Regions from separate parts of the Zea mays genome. Here region 1 is linked to region 2. The links are chromatin contacts, called in public Hi-C maps. All regions are on one chromosome and are shown on one strand. Each heading gives the region's core, a stretch centred on a gene start, on an enhancer-like site or on the middle of the called end of the contact. The rest is flanking DNA. Distances are from core to core; before and after follow the strand shown. Region 1 holds the start of LOC103653397 (phosphatidylinositol 3-kinase, root isoform). Region 2 holds the start of LOC103653394.

Region 1 (5,223 bases), core at 2,428-4,927, 540 kb before region 2:
CTATCCCACGAGTCAAGCTCCTAGCAAGCTTTAACTGCTTGTGCTCAGATGGATTGGTTCTTCCAAGTTCAGGGTCCCATACAGTAACCAGTTCATTTGATAATGATACTGGGGCCGGTGTATAAAAATTTGCTCCAGATTCCTGCATGGACAAGTAACACTCAGCATTTCTCTGGTGAAGATAAAATTACACTTTCTATAACTTGCAAGCAGGAGAAGTCATGTTCAGATAAATATTATATGACTCAACAACATCAAAATGTGAATTCCTCCAAGTATGAAAGTAGCAGAAGACCATTGACCATTCTTAATACACAATGATCACCTTGTGCACCAAAACAAAGCGAGATCAATTTTACAGGTAAAAGAATCATGTAGCTGCATAGTGAGTTATAGGAAAAAAATAGCTCAGTGCCATAACATATATGTATAACAAGGTCAGTAATGTTAACCTGGAAGACAATTCTATGTTCGAAACTGCACAATTCAACAACCAGACTAGGGTACAAATTGGCCTTCCTCTCACACTCTTTTTCCATAGCTTTGTCCATAGCACTGAAGGCAAGACGATCAAGCCAATCAACATGTTGTATCTGCCCTCTCTCATACTTGTTAACAAGCCTTTCCAAACGTTCTATCTCACCCCTCTCATTCCTAGGAACCTATAAGTTACATAGAAAAAAGGTAAGTCCACCTTGAAGTAATAAGTAAAAACGAAGTGAGAGATTAGCTGGGAGAGGACTAAAACAGATGAATCCTGAGTTCAAGAAAAGTAGATCTGAGTGTTACCTTGCCAGGAGTTGTGGTGGGGACTCCTCCATCTGCCTCCTTTGTGGGCCACAGCCGCAGCTTCTGTCTTCCTGTTTTAAGCTGCCTTTTGCTGTTAAAAAGAAATATGGTGGCTCCACCGACAACCTCAGGGTTCTCACCAGATGAGACATCCCACACCTACATCAGAGATTAAAAAACATAGGAAGCTAAAACACAAGGAAAACCATACAGGTGAGCACTCCATAAATCATGCTGGACACCAATGATCTTATGAACTGAATTTATTAACATCATAAACCACAATACTCATTGGGCATAGCAAAGTTACTTCCCTAATATAATGTGTTATCACTACCATCAAGGTATAATCAGGTCATTAAATTTGATTCACCATTAAGGTGATCTCCAATAAAATTGATAGAAAAAACATCCTATTTGTTTATTCAGGGTGCATGTGGAAATAAATCAATGCCTCCACTTAAATGAGAAGCTAAACTTTCTACCATAAAAAGAGCTACACAACATGTTGAGCATGAACCATCTAATGACATATTTTTATCAGATTAAACATATGTGCTCAACTTTTTGAACCATCATACTCACACGGAACCCCTCCACATGCCTGCTAAAAAAATATCAACCTTGATACCCACAAAGATACAATTTCTTTCGTTAAGAACTACTCTGCAGGGATGTTTTCACCTAGCTCTTGTAACCTTTTTATTTTTAATGAAATGACATACAGCTCTCATGCATAGTTTGAGGGAAAAAAACAACTGATGTGTGGTGTACATTGTACAAATCCAAGAAATATACCGTAAATGCAAGCTGCGAGAGGGATGTTAGGTCCCTGTATTTGGTACTTAATGTTATGAGCTCATTCCAACAGTATTTCGGTCCAGAAGGTTCCAACCTAGCGTGAGAAAAAATGTGCATTGAAATTCCAAGAAACAGAACTGGTGAGTGCAGTCAATTGGTTTAAATAATTATAGAATATATAAAAATAAAAATATGTACCTTGTTTTTACAGGCAACCCAAATTGGATCCCATCGATGTATAGCTTGCACTCAACAAAGAGCTCTGGGACTTTTTGGTCGGTCAACAAGATATGTTCTGGAAACAGGAAATTTTGACGATTGTGAAATATATATGTGTATTTGTGTGTGTAAGACAAAGACGAACAACATATTAATCATTTTAATTATGGTGATGCATACTAGCGAACTCAAGAAAGTTTTTTTACAGCAGTATAGAACAAAGAAATAAAAAATTTTGCTTCTCCTATGGGATAAAATGCTGACCGGTATTCTCAAATAAGCATGAAAGCTGTGTACCATTGCATTGAGAAGAAAACAGGTAGTGTGGAGGATTGAGATGCATTAAGGAGAAGAAAACAGGTAGTGTGGAGGAACGAAGATAAACATTGAATTAAGGCATGTTTGGATCAGCTAGAGCTAGTTATTAGCTGAGACTAAAAATTTGGCCAAATTAGCCAGCTAACAATTAGTTGGAGGCTAGGCTAAATAATAACCCACTTATTAGCCCCTGTTTGGATGGCTAGAGCTAATTTTGGCTAATTTTTAGCTAGCTAAGAGCAACTCCAAAAGGATGTTAAAAATTTTACCCCAAAAATTGATTATTAAGAGCATGCTAAAAAATATTAAGAGTGAATTATGATGGGTACTCCAACAGTTCCTTTAAATGTGACATGTGGCACAATCTGTACAGTCGTCGAGATGCTGTGGATGATCCGATGCGTTGAGGAATGGATTGGGGAGGGATGGAACACACCAAAATATGAGGGAGAGGAGGCTATGGATGCGGGACGCTAATTTTTTGGGGGAAGAATGAGGGAGCTGTTGGAGTAAGAAAAACCACTATTCTTGACTAATATCTGTTTTGGGGTTAGTTTACACGTTCATTTGGAGTTGCTCTAACAATTAGCCCTTGGTATCCAAATAAGCACTTAGAACCGAAAAGAGATCAGCGCAGTGTAATAACAGTACAAACAGTTAAATCCTGTGATGGTAGCAGTTACAAATCTGCAAATGAGAATATAGGAATATTGGATTCAGATCGCTGTTGGGGGCGAATTTGTTGAGTGAAAAGCATTGGAAAACGATGAGTTTTTGTAGCCGGTGGTAGCACGGCGAGCACATCAGGGCCGAATTGGCAAGCAAATTGAGGTGGAGAAGAGAGATAGTAGTGACGTACCTGCGTGGAGAACACGGAAGGCAAGCGGGTGGCTGATGTCGCAGGACAAGAAGAAACGGAACTCGTTGCCGCCGCCGACCATCTTTTGGTGATGAAGAACTGAGATGTCGCGGGAGAGGAACTGGGGAAAGAGTGACCGTATCAACAACGCTCAAAAGTCAAAACGTCTGCGGTCGCTTGCTATGAACGGCCTGGGAAGGAAGAGAACGGTGAGGAGAAGCGGCGGCGGGCGGAGGCGGGTGGGGCGATTGCAGCAGGGGGCGACGAGTGGAGGGCTTGGGGTTTGCTGATCCTCTTATTCTCCCTCCTTTTCTGCGTGTGCAGGCGGCGGTTGAGACGAGGAGGAGAGAGGCGGCGGCGGCGAAGCGTGCCGGCGAGGAGACGGCGGTTGCGTGACTCCCGCGGCGAGGATTCGCTGGGTGTGGATGAAGCACCTCGACCCGAACCCTCCGACTTTTTTCTGTTATAATATTGATTTTGTGGGGTTTCTCTCGTTTGGTACTCTCAATTTAATCTTCTATTTATAAATTAATTTATCCTTAAAAATAGTACTCTAACCTTTTCTAATCATTTTGTTTTTTATTTCTCACTATTGACTGTATTGCATCTATCTATTTTCTTCTCTCCTTGCTCCCCAATCGTCGGCTCGACTCCTCTCTTTTCTCGCATAAAGCATCACACCGACAGCAAAAAAAACATTGCAGCAGCACACTGACGCTGCTAGATGGTGATCGTGCGGCCAACGGTTACCCCTTGCTACAGTCTGAACAACCAACCAGACAAAAGATAGCAGTGTTGCTCATCATCTTGCACTACTGCATCTTTGCCTCGATTATTTGTGTTTCTGTTATTTATATACCTGCGAGAGTAACGATAGGGTCAACTTATGTGCTGAGAAATAAAAAAGAAAATAAAAATGTTTAAAAAGGGGTTAGAATACTATTTTGAAGGATGAATCAACTTGTAGATACTATTATAGAGGACTAAGATGAGAGTACTAAGAGAGAAGCCTATTAAAATCAGTACTATAATAGTAAATAACTCGAACCCTCCTCCCTGGTCCAACCACTTGTTTTAGCAGTCCACCCGTTAAACTTGCCCACGTGGATGATAGAGCCTAGTCCGTTTAGCCCGAAGAAACATGCGACACAGCCGATGGACTGCAATGGTGTCAGGCTGGCTGCCGGCGGGCGACGAGCCGACGATCTGCAGACTACAGGGCACCGGCGATGGGAATGCAACGGTGGTGGGTGGCGGTGGTGGGCTAGTGGCTGGCGTACAACCGGAGAGGCGGTGCCGCGGCAGACACGGGCGCACAGCCGCACGCGCACGCCCAGTCGCCTACTCCGCTCGCCGGCGGTCGGCCTCGCCCACACGGCCGCCACGGGGAGGGGACTCAGGGGAGCGGACGAGCAGTGGGGTCGTCAGAGCTGGATTGGTGTAACGACTCCGATCAACTCAGAACACGACAGAATGGCGACGAGCAGCGCTCCTGGTGCACCACCTCTTGTGAAGTAACTTGGAACTAGAAATCCATACAAAGCTTTGTTCCGCCTATCTATTGGCGGAGCTAGGATCTCCTCAGATGTAGGGCTTAATATAACATTAACTTTTTTACAGGCTGAAAAATTTAAATCACGCAATACATAGATAGTGGCACATATGAACTATATTTGAACATAATAATTATAATTTAACATAAAATTAACTTAGACAAGTGGTTATCTAATTAAAAATATAGATCTTCATCTTAATGATCCATTCATTGATTGTTTGGGTTGCTTTTGTCAACAACCGAAAGACTTCCTAAAATTGAATGATATTATGTTATTATATACATTATCAAATAAAATGATCTAAAAAGTATCGAAAGTATAGGATTGTAAAAACTAAATATAGCACTCTTCATATTGTATAGGTATATTGTATAGGTGTAGGCAAGATATATATATATATATATATATGATACGTGTTAGATAAATTTGGCAAAATAAATTAAACGAATTTTGCCAAAACATTGACATATTATCTAAGATGAGTCCTAGCATCACTAGTTCTCTCATATGCTAATTGGAACGGTGAGGAGGGATTGACGTATAACAGAAATAACTAATGTTTTTCTAGAAGGCATAGCACAGTGATTCACTTATTCTGTCCCATAGCTTCTACGCAAAAGCAGGCACGAAAAAAAGAAACACATTTAGCTTGCTGGCATGTTGCTGCCTCTAGAGGATACT
Region 2 (4,802 bases), core at 2,046-4,545:
GTATGCTTATACTTTTAATGCATAAGAGGAAAGATAGCATAAAAGAATGCTAAGGCATATGAGATGATTGACATGCTTCGTACTTCACTACAAATTTATGCATTGCTGCTTCGTCTGCAATACTTACTCTCTTCTTCTCCCTTAAATTATCTTAGCTCAAGAGAGAAGGTTTCTATCTTCTAACTTGTGTTGCCTTGTTCACTACACAACGGTTGAGTTTTAGTGACCTTTATTAGGTACCAACTATTGGTTGCTAAAAGTTATGGACTGATGGTTGGTCGCTAAATACATTTGTAGCCACGACCTATTGGTCGCTAAAGTCTCAATTTAACAACGTATGGTTGGTCGCTATAGATGTCGTTGGAGACTAATGATGGATCGTTATATAGCAGTCATTTTGGTAGTAATGATTGACCGACACATCATAAGGAATTAGATGGCAAAAGATTGTTATTAAAAATATAGAAAAGTAAAAATAATTTAAAATAACTTAAAATTAATTAAAACAAATAAAATATTGATGGGCTAAATTGTAAAAAAATATTTTCAAGATTTGAACCTTAAACCTGTGGAGTTAAATGTTAGTGAGTAGTGACTTAATCAACTAGACCAAACACAATTTTGTAAACTATTGTGATATATTTTTGTTATCTCTTTTATTTAAAGCCACGGTGAATTGAGCCTTCGCCTTCCTCCTCGATTGAAGGAATGTTTGCTAGTCGCTCCTATGTATGAGACCGTGAGTACGAGAGAAAGCCAAACAATACATCTGTGGAAAAAAAACAACAATTCTATATACGGCTTTGATTTAAGCTTAACAATTCTATACGTTTCGTGAGTACGAGAGAAAAGTTAGGTTGTCTTAGCTTCCCACACATCAGAGTAGCTCTTCTTCCAAGCTAGAGGCTTGTAATATTATACACGCTTTGATATATGGATCCACTATCGGAAAAGGACGTAGGTATCACATACTCTATAGCCCAAACCTCCGTAAAAACCATAGTGTCTCTCTTTACATTACTATGCTAGCAATATCATGATCTGGTAAGCAAATTCTACGGCATCAGAAGTCACTCTGCGCTCCATAATCGATTCTTCATTGATACTTAGGGGTACCTTGGTCTCGTTACCATGATAATATTAATATATTATAAGTAATGTATGTATAGTCAATAACCATTAATTAGAATGAGTACCCTCTTTAGTACTTGCTGGTATGGTGGATACATCCGGTATTAAAGGTTCTCTTAATACTAGTATCGTGTGTTTAGAAGGTGGCTTCTCTACAACTAAGTAACAATTTTAGTACCAGTAGGCAGTAGCGGATCCAGAGGGGGGCTGGGTGGGCTCCAGCCCCCTGCGCCGACAGCTTACAAGTAGAAGGGAGTAAGGGAGAGGAATAAAGAAGAGGAGAAAGAGAGAGGAAGCGAGAGGAAGGAAGAAGAAGGTGAAGAGAAAAAGAGGAAGAATATGAGGAAAAAAGAAGAAGATAGTTAGCTTCTAGCTCCCTCCATGGATCTGGATCCGCCACTGCCAGTAGGAGGCAAGAAGCGATACTAAATGTGTACTTAGATTGTAACTTCTCTGCAGCTATATAATCTTATTTATAGGATGTTTAGTTTTTAGATACTAATTTTTAGTTTCTCTATTTTATTCTTTAAATTGCTAAATATGGAAACTAAAACTTTTACTTTCCATATTTAATAATGCAGGGGACTAAAATGAAATAAAATAAAGTGACTAAATATTAGTCTCTAGAAATTAAACACCCCCTTACTACAAGTTGCAACCAACAACTATTACTAAAAACATCAACTAACATCGGATCAAACAATCAACGCAACTTTTAGTTCCAGTTGCGTACTATATGACCGGTACTAATGTTCTTTTATCGGGTAAGAGCATCTCCAACAATGTCTCAAATAGTTGTCTTATATTTAAATATAAGTCTCAGTTAAAAAATCAACTCCAACATTGTCTTAATTTAGAATTTTTTATATAAAAATATAGGACAACATCTCAAGTGTCCCAGATTTGAGGAACCCATAGGCACTGCCCCATGTGGAGGTGCAACTAGAACTGGACGAAATACTCGTGGCTCGATAACTCGCTCCACTCGGTTCGTTTTAATTTTGTAGCGAGCCAAGATAGCATTCCAGCTCGGTTGTCTAATGAGCCAGCTCGGGTTAGCTCATGAGCTAGCTCGCAGAGCCAAATGAGCCAAGCCATAACACAAGTTTGTCTAGTTGTTGGTGTTATCTCATCTCTCATAGTCTTGCCTTCTCGTAGTTATGATCTGTGATATAGACATGTGTGGATGTGCCATGTGCTCAAATATTTGCATTATTGCATGACTACATACCTATATTGCATATTTAATATTTGATTATTGGTTATGATTTTGTGAACTTTGTTTTCTAGCAGCATATGATGTTAGTATTGTGCAATGAAATGTTACATATTTGTGGAATAGATGATGAACTGCTTTATAATGATACTTGTTGCTACTTTATTATAATAAAAGAGTTTGTAAATATGTACGTTAATACATATTTGGTTATTCAATTTAATATTGAAAGTTAGAAGCTATGACGACACTATGTTAATAATATTATAAAGGTTTTGGGTTTATAGTGTTAAACATCTAAATATGATTTTTCGGTTACATATATTTATATACATATATCTTTGTATTTAGTTGTATGGCTCGCGAGTCTAACAAGCTGGCTCAAGCTCCCTAACGAGCCGAGCTAAATATTTAGCTCGTTAGTATAACGAGCTGAGCTGGCTCGTTATAGTAACGAACTATAACGAGCAAAACTATTATAAGCTGAACTGGCTCGATATTCACCCTAGACGCAACAGATTGAAGTTTCACATGATCGTTTTTTCTTTCCTCTACCTCTTCCCGCGTCTCATTGCCGCCCTGCCCCGTCTCCCTGCATCCGCCGGTCTGTGCCTTCTCCCTGCCCTCGCCATTTGCAGGGTCGGACCGACGCCTTCTTCCTGCCCCCGCCGTTCTGAGCGTCGGTGTCAGCACAGCTGCTCCAGGCAAACATGAGGTACAGGCTTTCAGAGGCAGGAACCATGGACGAAGACGAGCAGCATTAGGAAAATGTCACGAGGCCACGTAGACGGAGGCGTGCGAGTGTTCCGGGTAATTGGGCCGGACTGAGCTTGCTGGGCTTTGTAAGCGCGTGCGTCGTAGGTTGGCCCGAGAGAGGAATATATGGTGCCAATGTGAATTAGGAAAGCTATCACACAAGAAGAACCTGAACTTTCAGGCGAACACCTCCTCTTTGTTCTTCTCCAATACATCTTGCTGTGTTCCATCTCTTCTGGTTTCCCGTATCTCGAGTGTTAACATTTGGTATCCGATTAAGTCATCCTAGATCCACTTGTTGATGTGCCATGGCGACCCCGATCTTCCACAATAGAGCATCAAGACGCCGCCATCCGCAAGCTGCTCGATGAAATGCGACTCATGGAGACGCTTGTCCGAGCGCATCAGCCCTGTGACGAGACGTCTCAAGAAGAGCCCTGTGACGAGACGTCTCAAGGGTCCCATCTTCGACGTGGAGCCCTGTTTCCACCGCCGCATCCTCAATTCGGATCCAATCTCTCCCTACGACTAGGTCGATCTGCTTTCGGTCGTCCGTGTCGCGGCCCCGAGCTCCCGGGATTTGCTTCCTCCACTGGGCATCCGTGCTGTGCCGAGCAGCTACGTCGCGAGCGGGCATCCACAGGAGGTGGTCGGCGTCGACGTCCGAGCCGACACGCTGCAGGATCTTCTCCTGCTTCGCCTCCAGCTCGGACAGCACGACAGAGAACTTGTCCAGCCCTCGCGACGAGTCGAGTCGGCTACTCGCGTCGAGTCGAGCGTTCCTAGGGCCTCCAGCACCGAGATGGACAGGGAGTTCAGCGCCGCCTTCGTCACAGCATCAGCCGCCTCCGGCACCAGCGCCCTCGAGGAAGCGCAGCTGCACCTCAACGACCTCTACACAATCGCCACCGAGGGGATTGACACGGCCATCGCGACGACGCGGAGGGAGAGCAAGCCCGTGTACATCAGCGTGAGCTGCAACCTGGTCGGCCTCTCCCACCCGACCTTCAGTCGAGAGCCGGTACCCCTATTCAAGAGCTTCGGCGGCCCGGTCGACATCGTCAAGAACGACCAGCCGTACGTCCTGTTCGACGACAGCAAGCGATGCGTCTGCAGGTCCATCGACGAGGACGACGAGGTTCCCAACACATTGCCCACCAGGTGTTTTAGGAATGGTTTCATATTCGTATAGAGCTTCTCGCCTCCATTCAATTGCAGCTGGGATGCCGTGCCGCATAGGCAACCTTGGCCACCACCACATATGCAAGTTGAGTTTGGATATAGCCATGATGATTTACGTACAATTCCATGGTCGTCTCTCAACATAGTAGTTCATGAGGTTGCTATTGGGGAGTATTGCATTTTTGTCCAAGAAACCTCCATGGCCACCTCCAGCTCATCAATATTTCAGATCTATGCATACTGAAACTGTGGGAAGTTGGAAACACGAGATGGTGACTACAGAGTGGAGTTTCCATATGCTCATTCAAGGAGAACGACAACAACAATGGGGCGGTACTGTTGAACTGGCTTGGCAGAGGGATAGCATAATGGTGCCCAAGTGGCTTGCTAATAGAGTGATGGCATTTCTAATAATATATAGTGAGGCCATTATAGTTCTTCTCTGTTGTGCAATCACTATGGCCCTTTTATTGCTAGAATTACTCAAACTCAAGGATAATTGGCAGTGTTCTGTTTG

What was found. A called contact is a pair of places that touch in the nucleus more often than the background predicts.
Region 1: a contact with region 2 is called in a Hi-C map of ear, with 2.0 times the contacts expected there. The contact joins the promoter of LOC103653397 here to the promoter of LOC103653394 in region 2. A contact is called at or near these places in 2 of 25 Hi-C or Micro-C datasets (ear and tassel).

What each region holds. Positions count from the first base shown.
Region 1 is chr4:74,537,343-74,542,565 of Zm-B73-REFERENCE-NAM-5.0, reverse strand. It overlaps LOC103653397 (phosphatidylinositol 3-kinase, root isoform), which reads right to left and starts at 3,677. Exons shown (of 18, transcript XM_008680312.3): 1 at 2,987-3,677; 2 at 1,789-1,885; 3 at 1,588-1,684; 4 at 790-948; 5 at 453-662; 6 at 1-142. The coding sequence starts at 3,068.
Region 2 is chr4:73,995,786-74,000,587 of Zm-B73-REFERENCE-NAM-5.0, reverse strand. LOC103653394 reads left to right here and starts at 3,295. Exons shown (of 1, transcript XM_008680310.3): 1 at 3,295-4,802. The coding sequence starts at 4,438.